Regions from separate parts of the Capra hircus genome. Here region 1 is linked to region 2. The links are chromatin contacts, called in public Hi-C maps. All regions are on one chromosome and are shown on one strand. The core of a region is the stretch at or near the end of the contact, and the rest is flanking DNA. Distances in the headings are between cores, read along the strand shown.

What was found. Hi-C and Micro-C count contacts between places; a contact is called where the count stands out from the background.
Region 1: a Hi-C map of blood shows a contact between it and region 2, with 4 times the contacts expected there. The contact joins two enhancer-like sites. A contact is called at or near these places in 2 of 5 Hi-C or Micro-C datasets (blood and liver).

The regions. Positions count from the first base shown.
Region 1 is chr10:95,774,514-95,780,984 of ARS1.2, forward strand. HRH2 (histamine H2 receptor) reads left to right here. Exons shown (of 3, transcript XM_018053706.1): 3 at 2,135-4,802. The coding sequence ends at 2,489. Among named protein-coding and RNA genes, the nearest start is that of HRH2, 48 kb to the left of the region's middle. Within about 2 kb of position 3,963, at least 1 of the 5 cell types and tissues checked has an H3K27ac peak or open chromatin away from gene starts, as enhancers often do.
Region 2 is chr10:95,617,036-95,623,368 of ARS1.2, forward strand. No RefSeq gene overlaps it. Among named protein-coding and RNA genes, the nearest start is that of SFXN1, 62 kb to the left of the region's middle. Within about 2 kb of position 1,431, at least 1 of the 5 cell types and tissues checked has an H3K27ac peak or open chromatin away from gene starts, as enhancers often do.

The DNA of each region.
Region 1 (6,471 bases), core at 2,713-5,212, 160 kb after region 2:
GCTGGTAAATTCTGCCACTTAACCTGAGAGGTGGTTACGCTGGCATGCATTTTAATATTTTAAGCCACACATATGTGTTTTTTATATAATCTCTTTGATGTATTTTATTTAAAAATATTTAAGGGCAGAATCACCATGTAGCAAAAAGATCTATCTGAGTAGAGGAGTTATTTGAGATGTTTATTTTCCTCTTCTTACTAGTCTCTATGTTCTGAATCTTTTACTATGAACATGTGATACTTCACAATCACATTATTTTAAGGGATTTTTAAGCCTTTTCAGAGATGGGAGGTAGTTTCATAGCCTAGAGCTATCCTGCCTTCCATAATTTTACTAATCTCAGTGAAAGTCATTTTATCACACTTCAGGCTCCATCTGGTATGTTAATCCAAGGTTAGATCCCTGCCTGCTTGGTCAAATATGTACCCTGCTGGCATGGAGAACTGGAGCCTCTGAAATGCCAGGGATGTGACCTTGACGTGCAGGTGAGGGTGGGGCTGGCCAGACCCGTGGCGAGAGGCTGGGCCAGGTGAGGCCTCCAGCACTGGCTGAGCCGGGACACGCCAGGCGCTGAGGGAGGCTCAGGTGTCAGCTGTGTCCCTGTCCACAACATCTTACAGAGTCACAGCCATATCACAGCGCCACTCTGAAGGACCCTAAGAGGAGCGATGGTGCTCTTCTTTCTCTCTCTGGGGAAGGCAGTGAGTTTGCTTCCTCTGGTGGCCAGAATCCCTTAACAGATCATGGCTAGAGCTGAGACCAGGCACAAGCTTCTGTAAGACATTCAGAGAGGACCTGATCTCAGCACCAAGCGAAGGCTAGCTCCCAGCTTGACGCTGGATGCGGAAAGCCACTGCTCCAGCAGCCTAGGCAGGGAAGCACGAAGCTAGGTGGCAGCCGCTGCCTTAGACAGAGCTGCAGCCAGATTTTGCCTGCCCTGGAGCTGCAGAAACCTAGGCAGAGTCTCCAGGGGCCACGGGTGAGCCAGGGTGGGCCAGGACTTGCAAGGACACCCCCAGAACCACAGCTACTGGCAGATCCCCTTCCCTGTGCAGCCCACGGTCCTCTCCCAACTGTATTACGTGCACCTAAGATCTCCACACCCCTGGCTGTTTTCACCAAAATAAATTGATAGGACTTTATATTATCGCCATAAACGGAAATCCAGTATCACTTGTGGAAAATGGAAGTGCTTGTGCACGCAGAAACAGTGACACAAGAAAATGCCCCCCTAGTCTGTCCAGATTTCACTGCCTGATTAAAGCTCCGAGCCTGCCCTCGCTCCGGGCTATAAAGCGAGACCTGCATGCTGGGTGCTGAAAAACAGGCCCGCCGTGTGGAGCCGTTCTCTCTTGACCTCAGAAGGCTCTAGATAAAAACGATACAGGAATTCTTACTCACTGAACATAGTGGAAGGAAAAGGCAGGTCAGCCTTCCACACTAGCATGCAACAGGCAAGGGACTTTTGTATCCCTGGATGTGGGGGACATCCTTTCTGAAAATGTACATCAAACACTTGTTACAACCTTTCTTCCGGAGTGTTTGGCTAACTTTCCTTCAGGGAACTTCAATCAGCTTGACTCAGCAGATATTAACTGAGGACCTACTATGTGCTGGCTGCTCAGTAGGAGTTTGAAAGGCAAGCGCCTTTCCTCCAGCGACCACACGTTCTAATGGGGAGGCAGACGTATTCACAACCGGTTTTAATGCAAGGCTAAACAAGTCTTTGTGTCCTCTCCCAGCCTTCCCCCCGACTCATGCAAAACAGGATGTAGGTGTTCAGGAATCATTTCATTCAGACACAGAAAGAGCAAACATTCATTGGGTTCAAACTATGAGCCAGGCAATGTATGGGATACTTGGAGACATATTTTATAACTCTAACTTGACCAAGGGTACACAGCATCTTAGAAGCCAAGTTGGGAGTTGAAAGCCAGTCTCCTGAATATTCCCCCGTGTTGGAAGCCCTGTTGACGTGGGAGGTCCCACCACTCCCCCACCCCGAATTCTGTCCCATCTCACCCCACCCTCCCCAGGGCCCAGCTGAGAAGAAGCAAAGGCCAGAGGCCAGGTCTGGCCCACTGGCCTTGCTGTGGAGCTCACTTCAACCCGCCCTGTGCTTGTATGCCCCCAGGAATCCAGCACGGTCCCGCGCTGCGTGCTCCAGCAACCTTCTCAGCTGCTGCAAGAGCCTTTGGGCGCTTAGGTTCCTCCAGAGACACGGGGGAGGCCCCTGGGAGGAGCAGCCAGGGGCGCCACTGTCAGAGGAGCCGCCAACAACACCTGCCCAGGAATCGGTGAGGACGCTGCCCTCCAAGACGGCTAGACCCGGCCCCAGGATGCTGAAGATAACTGCTCCCCAGCACCATGATTTGACTCCCGGAGCCACTAAGGACCCCAAAGCCCCACAAACCACAGAGAACACACCCTGGCTCCAGTCTGGGGACTCCCAGAGCACACGGCAGGTGGGTGCTGGGGTCCTCGGCTGAAATGGAGCTGGCCCGCCCTGCGCTGGGACTCCCCTGGGTCCAGGTCTGCCGAATCCCACGGGTTCAAAGCTCGCGTTGGTGCTGGCCCTGAGTCACCAGCAGAGACGGCGGGACTGCTGAGGACCTGTGTGTGTGTGCAGAAACACGGGTGCCGTCTGGGCACCGCAGAGGGTGTTGCCATCCCAGCGCCCTGTGGGATGCAGGGAGGGAAGGGTAGGGAAGGGAAGGACGTCCGTCTTTAGTGAACACCTTCTGTGTGCCCGGTACTTCCCCTGCGTCGGCTCACGTCGTCCTTAGTACGCGCGCCAGGGATCAGGGGTGGAGACAGGCTCAGAGAAGTGTGGGGCCGCTCAGCTAGAAGGTGCGTCTCGCGCAGGACGCTTGAGAATCGCTGTGGAAGGAGGGAACAAACAGATGAACAGGAGGATGGGTAGAAATCCGGGCCTCCAGCCCATGCTCTTCGACGGGACCCTACCCTGCCTCTGCAGAGAGGCCTCGGTAGTTCCTTGACTCAGCAGACCCTCCTGGAAGCCAGGCTCCGATCCAGAGCCTGTGGGGAGGGGAGGGGGCGCCCTTCATGCTGCAGTTCTGACTCTCTCTGGTGCTTTCCATCAAGAAGGAGTGGCGTGGAGCAGATTTGCTGGGGAAAACGTGAAGGGCAGCAAGGAGGGTCAGGTTGGGGGAGGGGGACCCAACAGGCTCGAGTCGGGAAGTTGGCCCCGGCGCGCCCTCTGCTGGAGGCGGGGAGACCTGCGGCGGCCTCCTCCTTGGAGCAGCCCCTTACTCACTCTGTTCCGGGGGCACCGCTCCCCTTTCCTACTTTCAGGGTTGTTGAAGAGACCCAAGGAGGTGGAGGAGATGAGGGTGTCCATGGGCTCCCTGCAAGACCACTGCCCCTCCCTGAGCCCCCTCTTCCCCTGGTTGCAAGACGCCCTCCTGGGGTCCCCCTCCCCACCCACTCATGCCTTTTCAGTCCCCCTCCCGAGGCTTCACCCTGGCCATCGCCCAAGGCTCAGTCCGGAGCCTTTGCCTCTCACTGCCGTTCCTCACTCTCTGTGGCCCCATCAGCACTGCCGAAGCTACCAGGAGGCTTAGCTCGAAAATTCCTCACAGACGTGTACCTTCCAGGTTCCCCTCTCGCTGTTTCTCAGCCTCACCTGGAGCATGTCGGCCTCTGCACCTTGACCTTTGCCCTGCATCTGCTCCTGCTCCAGAATCCCCCTCCTCAGATAGAAATCTGACCATTGGCCTCAAAGGTCCGTCTTGGCCCCACCCTCCTCCTGGCTCCTCAGGCTCCACGCTCTGGATGGACTTAGCTCCCGCGTGTTTCCACCTGGTTCTCTCACCTGCCCGGCCCTCACTTGGTCCCGCTGCCATCCCCTCCATCAGGAAAACGGGAAAGCTTCCTGCATTCCCCACTGGCCCACCCCTCCCCTCCTCCAGCCGGAGTGGGCTGTGCAAAACGCAACCGCGCGGAGAAAGCCAGCCCACAGGCCCCGCGCGGTGGGCCCTGGTGTGCCCTCCAGCCTCCTCCTTCCCCCGACTCTCTCTTTTACCTCTTCACCCCAGCCCCACCGGCCTTCTCCTTTGGGTTTATTTATCTCACTGCTCCTTCCAGCTACACCTGGCACAGAGCTGTTTCCATCACTTGAAAAGCTGCTCTTGTCCTTTCAGCCACGGGATCTCAGCTGAAATATCGCTTTTCAGGGAGTCTTCCAGAGCCTTCCTTGACTGTCCCTATTGGGTCTGGCCTCCCACCCACACCCCTGGAACTGTCCTCGGAAGCCATGGGCCTGCCTGCCATGCCTGTGTGGCCCCCTGGCCCTTGTGTGTCAGTGAGCCCTGCCTGTTTCTGTTGACCATTGTGTGTCTAGCTCCTCGGAGACTGTTTGGCCCACGTAGTGGGAGCTTTAAGCAATTTCTCTGCCGATACACCTGAAGGCACGATTTGCCCCAGGGTTCTCCAGAGATGCTCAATCTGTGGGCTGGATTCCTCTGGAAATCTCAGAATCCCTCTCTTGGAAGTTTTCCCAGGAACCTGAGACAGGTGGGTCTCTATGTCACGGCCCAAGTAGATGGAGCATCAGACGGGTCTGGCTGATCACAGACTCAGCTGGTCGGGGCTGACGTCAGGGTGCCTACGCGCCGCCTGCCACTGCGGACCATCCTCTGAGCTGCCCGCCCTCCTGGAGACCCCCCGCATCCCTTGCTGGCTGCAGAAGTGGGGCGTGCGCTGCCCAGAGGAGAAGCATCTGCACTGCGCCCCCAAATCCACATTTCATCAGGATGTTCCAATAAAGCTATCAAAACAGATGCTGCCTTGTGGTTTTATTTTTTAACTTCCTGGTGAGGAAATACTCCCCAAACTTCATCATACAGTGTGTCTTGATTTAGAAAAAGGATTATGATAAAATGTTGGGGTAGAAGCCAACTGAGAAATTGCCTTGAAAGGTAAAAGAGTCCTCAGCAAAAGAGGCCTTGTCTTGAAACATCGTGTTGGAAATGAAGGACAGGCTGGTCAGAAGTTCAGAGCTTCATCTGTCTCACCTGGTGAGCCAGGTATGTGGTAGGCCCTCGATCAGTGTTTGCAGAAGGGAATATTTCTGAAATTGCCAGATTCAGCGATGCCTTTGTTAGGCGGGAGAGAAAGACATCTTTAAAATGGAAAACCTGTGAATCAAAGAAGTCTTCTGCAGTGGAGAGTAAGTGAAGCGCTAGTGAAAAACCAGGTCAAGGATTATGTGCAAGAAATGATTCCCAAAGGCACTCATGAAAGGGCTTGGAAAAGGGAGGGCGGGAGCTGACCAGAGTCCAGGTCACTGTTGGAAAAGCGGTATCAGCAGTGAGGAGCGTTTCCTGGGGTGGAAGGAGGAGGCTGTGGAATCCTGAACCCTGGGGGGCCTTGCAGAAAGACACACCAAGACATACCTTGATGAATTCCCACAGGAAACAGAGAAGGAATCATTTGAGTCATCACAATCAAAGCTTACAGGAGCTGATCTGCCTGAAATGGATTTTCATATATTTCAGAGCAGAGAAGACAAAGTGTGTTAAGGGGTCCTTGGGGAAGATGAAAGTGGCAGAACAAGGCAGTCTCTAGATAATGTCAAACAGTTCTATGTAGGCGGTGTAAAAAGAGTGAGGAGGTGTCTGCTGAAGGAAAACTCTGTCTGTGCTGAATATTGGGGCACTTTATAGAAGCCCAGCCGGGGCCAGAAGCCTGGGGACCGCAGTTTCCAGAATCTCATCCCAACAGGTTCAGATTCCACCAATGGGAAGTGGAGGAGAAGCAAAACCACTGTTGCTAAGTAGGCCAAAGAGGGAGGGGCAAGAGGAGAGGAAGGAGGCGCTGGGAGGCTTGAGCACGGCTGTGGGCCATGGAGCAGAGCGGTTCCAGATGGAGCTGCATCCAGGAACACTGCCTCATCCTGTGAGTAGTGGGAAGGCTTCGAAAGGCCTGCATTGAGAGGGAGCTGATGAAGTCTGTTTTACAAAAGAGATCTTTCAGAGTCCAGCTTGGGAAGGGGTGAAGGCAGAGTGAGCAAGGACAGCCCCACTTTGGGGGTGGGGGAAGGAGGTGTCGATAGTCACATCAGATCTACCCTAGACCCTACAGCAGACTCCAGGCTCCAGGCCGGGTACCCGAAGGAATCAGACCCCTCCCGCCCTCCAGAGAGATGGGCTGATGCCTAAACATTGCCAGGAGTCAGAGAAGGAATGGGACATGAAGGCCAGTGTTGGGATCACCCAGAGAGGAAAATGTGTGTGTGCATAGTGTGGAAAGATGTGGACCAAAGCAGCTGTGAACTTCTAAGCGGAAACATTCATGGCGCACATGGGACTGTGTTTAAACTCAGGTTAGACACTTGGTAGGCAGTAGACTGCTCAGAGCCCTTGCCTGTGTGCTTAGCCGTGGCCGACTCTTTGTGATCTTCTGGACTACGCCCGCCAGGCTCCTCAGTCCATGGCATTTTCCAGGCAG
Region 2 (6,333 bases), core at 181-2,680:
GAATTAACAGACAGACAGCCCTGGGACCTCTCTGGTTAGGACTGTGCTTCCAATGCAAGGGCGTGGGTTTGATCCCTAGCCAGGGGACTAAGATCCTACATGCCTTGCAGCACAGACAGAAGATAAAAAATAAAGTAAATGGACAGCACTGTGCCTGGTGTCTGGCACAGTGCACACTCAGCACAGTGTAGCTGAATTTATATGGTCCCCAGGGCCAGAAGTCTGACAGCATCGTTGGCGATCCTGCTGGGAAACAAGCACTCTCAGGATCGCTGGTGGGCATCCAAATTTTCCTGTAAGATAGCTTGGCTGTATTTATCAAAGCTTATAAAAACACACACCCTCCTTAATGCAATTTCACTTCTAAGAATCAATCCCCCAGGTGAATACACTCAGATTCACAGGAGGCCTGGCTACTCCTGGGAGCCTTATGAATGCAATGGTCCAGGAAGGTGAAGGGAGGGGGAGGTTGGAGAATGTTTACAGAAACTGCCAGGTAGGAAAAAAAAGTGTATGTCATTATCGGGTAATCCAAAGTATAAAGTAAATTTTCCTTCTAAATTGGATTTTTGCAAAAGAAATAATAATTGAGTTTCACAAATATAAAGTAATTTGGAAAGAAATGCTTTCTCTGGATAGTGCAATTTTAAGTAACGTAAATTTAAGTAATGTACAATTTTCTAATTTTCCAGTTTTTCTTCTGCTTCTAAACTCAAGACATGCTCAATACTTTAAAAAACAAGAAAGACAACTATAGGTTATAGACCCAGTTTTGTAATAAAAATGCATTGATATGTATGAAAAGATATATTAGAAAGATATGTACCACAGTGGTTAAAAGTTGGTGTCTATGGATTGACAGGGTAATTATTTTCTTTCCAATTTTCTGTTTCTCCAACTTTCTGGAATGCTCCTACATTGGTTCTATTGATAAAATCAGAAAGATGTCAAGTTCGGGCCGTTCAGTGGCCTCAGCACAGACTCAGAAGAGGGTGCCTCTCAGCTCCCAAGCCCTGGGATTACCGAGCCAGTCATCCACCCTCCCCTGGATTCCAGCTCCCGGCTAGAAATAAAGGAAACAAAATCTGCCTTCTGAGCCCCACCTGAACCTGTGGTTTCAGCGCTCCAGACCCGAGAGAGCCGCAGCGCCGAGAGACGCCGCCAGGGGGCAGCATAGCCTGCAAGATCGCGCGGTTGGAACCCGCCGATCCCCAGAACGGCCGGCAGAGGACGCGAGGCCGCAAACCGCGGCCTGGAAACGCGCATCTCTGGATTTCCGAGGCCAGGTCGGGAGGATGATGCAGGAAACTACGAGAAGGGACGTGCTCTCTCAGGCAACAGGAAGCTGGGAAGATGCGGAGACAAGCGGGAATGGAGTCATCCCCTGGGGCTTATTGTGCCGAGCGCCTGATTCCCGACGGGAGGAGTCAGAGCTGAGCCCAGAACCACTGGGGGCCGGAGTCTGTCCCTGCCCTCGGGCCATCGCACCTGGTCCTGGACGAGGAGCCCTGAAGCCAGCTTGGAGAGGGGAGCTGGGAGGCGGGAGGGCTTTAAGGAATGGTATCTCAGCTGATTCTGGGAAGGGGAGTACAGATTTTTCACTGGGAGGAGAAAAGGGGCGGGAAGAAAACGGGGCTTCTCCTGCAGGAAAGGCTTCACCTTACCATGAAAAGACCTGGAAGCTCGGGAAAGTGTGGCTGAATGGTGTGTGCAAGGGAGGGAACTTTGGGGGGATATGCCGCCAGTATCTCAGGATTGTGAGGGCCCTTCAGTACCCAGTGACGGAGTGCCGGCTTCCTCCTGAGAGCAGGCAGGCCCTCTGCAGTGTTTGTCCAGGGGAGGGACAGCAGCCACACCCTCACTCGGCCACTCACTGCTTTCGTCTGTGTAGCGTCAGCCAGATCCCCTCTCTGAGCCTCAGTACTCTCATCTGTAAAATGGAGACAATAAAACCTACGTTACGGTCTTGCTGTGAAGCTTAAGATGGATAAATGGAGAGCCTGAAGTCATGACTTTCCTTCCCCTGTCCTTTTATCTCTCTGCAGGAAAGCAAATAGAAAAGAGACCAGCAGGCCGGAATTTACAGTGTGTCCCGAGGCAGCTCAGCGAGCATGGCTAGTCCAGGGGAGTCATCCCAGCTAGTTTCTAGGGACCAGGAAATCATTTCATCCTGTGTGATTGCAATCAAGAACAAGTTCTTTCGTCTTATTCCCGTTTATAATGAAAATGTATTTTAATCATGTGCAGTCTCCAAGAAAAATGGTAGCGGGAGAGAACAGTGCTTTTGATAAGAAAAAGCTAAAAATAGAGTTGAAGATGGAGATTCTATTGAAATTCCAAAGGATGCCAAACTCTGAATAATAATTTCAGTCCAGAAGGTAGGAGGGGGTGCTGCTGGGAACCCTTTCCCCCCCATGGAACCATTTCAGGTGCAGCAAGAGAAGGGGCTGTGCAGCTTTCCGGCTGGGCGGCGTGGGTGCAGACGGCTGAAATGGGAAAGAAAGAAAAAGTTTTCTTCCAGCAGCCTTCTCACCAGCAGGGTGACTCACATCTGTAAATCCAGCGATGGTGACCTGAGGAGGAGGAAGAGGGTGCTGTTACTGAAAAAGAAGCTGAGATGGAATTTTGCTCCCGCTTCCCGGAGCTCCTTTGCAAGGCAAAATCCGGACAACGGGGAAAACAAAAACAAAGAAACCCCAGGCTAAGTAGAGCCTGACAATAAAAATGGAGGGAGGAAGAGGGGAAGCTTGGACAGAAAGCTGCCTGGACCAGCTGTGGGCAGTAGCTTTCAAGTCTGAGAGGGGCCGGGCGGGGTGTGGGGGGGTGTCTTTGGGATGTGGGTTTGGGGGGAGAGGGTGCCAAAAGGCAGCACATGCGGAGCTCCCATCCTTGAAACTGCGCATTAAGAGGGCACCCCAGCCTGGGGGGAGGACAGGGTCTCTCCCCTTGCCTTCACCGCAGCATCATCTGAAGAGCCTTTCCCAAGTCCCACCGCTCAGGCCCCATCCAAGCCGATCACATCCCAACGTTCAGAGGTGGCCTGGGAGGCATTTTAGGCTCCCCAGACCTTGGGTTCTGAGTGCAGCCCGGACTGAGACCGGTTGTTCTCAGGATTGAGGAGTACACGGAAGTGTTTTCATGGCTTTGGAGGTGCGGGAGTTGGAGGAGGGGAGCGAGGGGACGGGGACGTGGTCGATGCCCGGCAGTGACACGCGGTTCGGCAGGGAGCTGGGCGTGAGGGCGTGTCATCGCTTAAATGCACTCGACCGCCCAGGATCCGCTGTGACAGATGGGGGGCTCAGTCGCTGAGCAGCCGTTTCCCCCTATCGCCACCTCGCTTACTCTCACAGCACCCTGTCAGGGAACTGTGACTCCGGGGCCACCCCTCGCGGGTGAAACGGCAGCCTTTCAGGCACTTGCCGGGGACCCGGGACCGGCAGGGCCAAGGGAGGCAGGGCGCTCCCCGCCGCAGACCCTCCGCTCAGCCGCCTGCCTTCGCGGCGAGGGGACGAGCGCGCCTTCTGACCCCGGGTACGAGGGGACCGGACCGTCGCTGGACGCCCGCAGCAGACGTCCGCAGGAGCGCTGCAGCGCGGGAGTTCTGGAGAACGTGGGTCTGCAGAGCTTGCAGCGTGAGTGGAGTGATGAGGCTCCTGGAGCCCCGCAGGGAGCTCTATTCCGGGCACGCAGCTGCCTCCTCCAGCCTTTCCCACCCGCATCTCCGCTCTGGCAGGTTCCCCCGGCACGCCTCCTCCTTCAGCCGTGTTTTCTGCCTCAACCTCTCTGACCTAAGAAGCTCTTTCTTTTCACTACCAAAATAGTGCTTGTTCATAAGCACAAACTAGGATGACACAGAAGGGTGTACAGTGATCGCTGCCTTCCTTCTAATCCCAGCCCCAGCCCTGCTTTCTTCGGGGGTGGGGGTGGGAGGTAACTGCCTTGTACTGATCTGTACTCGTGGGGGCGTCCCTGACATTAGTTGGTGAAGAAGCAGCCTGCGGTGCAGGAGACCGCAGTTCGGTTCCTGAGCGGGGAAGATCCGCTGGATAGGCTCCCACTCCAGCATTCTTGGGCTTCCCTCCTATGGCTCAGCTGGTAAAGAATCTGCTGGAAGATTGCAGCAGATCCCTTGGAGAAGGGAAAGGCTACCCACTCCAGTATTCTGGCCTAGAGAATTCCATGGACTGTATAGTCCATGGGGTCACAAAGAGCTGGACACCAGTGAGTGGCCTTCACTTTCGTCTGGACCTTGAATGGTATGCCATTAACTGTAAGTGTTCTCAGCCTCCCCAGCTGGCACTAGTGTGGAACCCACCTGCCAATGAAGGAGACTTAAGAGATGCAGATTCGATCCCTGGGTTGGAAAGATCCCCTGGAGGTGGGCATGGCAACCCACTCCAGTGTGCTTGCCTGGAGAACCCCATGGACAGAGGAGTCTGGTGGGCTATGGGCCATAGGGTTGCAAAGACAGGCACACAAGTGAAGTGATTTAGCTCATAAGTATATTTGGTTTGACTTTGTACAAAGGAAATACACATATTCTCCTACAACTTCATTTTTCCCCTTAAAATTTTCTCATTTTTTAGATAATATTTATAGCTCTCCTCATTCTTGCTAAGAGCTTCATGGAAGTCTGAAGCAGCAGTTCCTATAATTTATTAATCATTCCTCTGTTGATAGACATTTCTGTTATTTCCACATTTTTGCTACTACCGAAAAAATAAAAAATTCTGTCCTGAATACCCTTGTGCAAAGATTTAGATTGTTATGCCATTGTTTCTCTGATAGAGGTTCCTATAAGTGAGATGAGTTAGGTCCTAGGAGCATTTAAATTTTTGGTGGTGATGATCAAAAGGAAAGGAAAGTGAAGTCACTCAGTCGTGTCCGCCTCTTTGTGACCCCATGGACTGTAGCCTGCCAGGCTCCTCTGTCCATGGGATTTTCCAGGCAATAGTACTGGAGTGGGGTGCCATTTCCTTCTGCAGCAGATCTTCCCAACCCAGGGATCGAACCCAGGTCTCCCTCATTGTAGACAGACGCTTTACCGTCCGAGCCACCAGGGCCAGCTGTATTTAGCATTTATTTTGATGTACATGATAAGCACAGTTTATTCATTATCCCATTTTAGCCTCTTATCAACTCTATAAGATAAATTCTATTATTAGCCTCATTTTTCACACAATAAATTGAGACCTAGAACGGCTGACCCCCTTGCCCCAAATCCCACAAAGACCTTATGGCTTGTCCTTACCTTTCCCAACACAGAATACAATTGTCTTTTTAAGAACTGAAAATCTAGAGGTAACTTCTAAAAACCTTTGCCTTGTTCCCATCCCTGCCTCCTCCCCCTGACCTTTCACGGCCTGATGCCTGCCGGTCCTTTGCTCTGCTACTGTCTACACAGCCCTTAGGCGCCAATGCTCTGGGTACACTGCTATTCAGCCCCCACATCAAACCTGTGCAGTAGGAACCAATCATCCTCCTTTCATAGATGAGGAAACTGAGGAGCAGAAAGGTCATGTGACTCCCCTGGGGGCCAAGGTCCACAGGAGCAGGAGCCAGGCTTGGACTCGGAGGCGGCGTCTGCACCCCTCCCACAGACAGGGTGCAGAGCAGCTTGCCATCATTCGCACTGCTCCGTCCTCTCTCCTGAATGCTTCCAGGATCTCATTACCTCCTGAGTTTTAAAAACACACTTTCGATCTTGGAATTTGTCCAGTTGGGAAACGATGCTTCCTGGTAATCTGGTCCTAAATTCCTTAGCAAAAGCTGCAATGAAAGGCTTGTCCTCGGTGAAGTCCCACCAGAAGTCCCATCTTGGAGATGCGAATCAGATGGTAGAAAGGAGAGTGCCCCATGTGCATAGAGCCGGGGGACTGCCTAGGTCTCCCCAAGATCTGCAGCTGTCAAAGACCAGAGACCCCCATTCTTGAGATGCTACAGTTTAGAGAAAGAGCCAGGTTGGCTGACCCCGAGCATCAGAAATGCACCTCCCACCTGCACTGTTGGTGGGGATGTAAATCAGTACCGCCAATGTGACAAACAGCATGGAGGTTTCTCAAAAAACCAAAAATAGAGTCATCATATGATCCAGCACTTTCACTCCTAGGCATATATCAGGAATAAAAAACAACTCTAATTTGAATACATACATGCTTCCCAAAGTTCATAGCAGCTTCATTTACAGTTGCCAAGATATGGAAGCAACTAAGTGTCCATCAACAGATGAATGGATAAAGATGTGGTGTACATATACAAGGAACTGCTACTCAGCCATAAAAGAGAATGAAATTTCGCCATTTGCAACAGTGTGGATGGATTGGGAGGGTATTA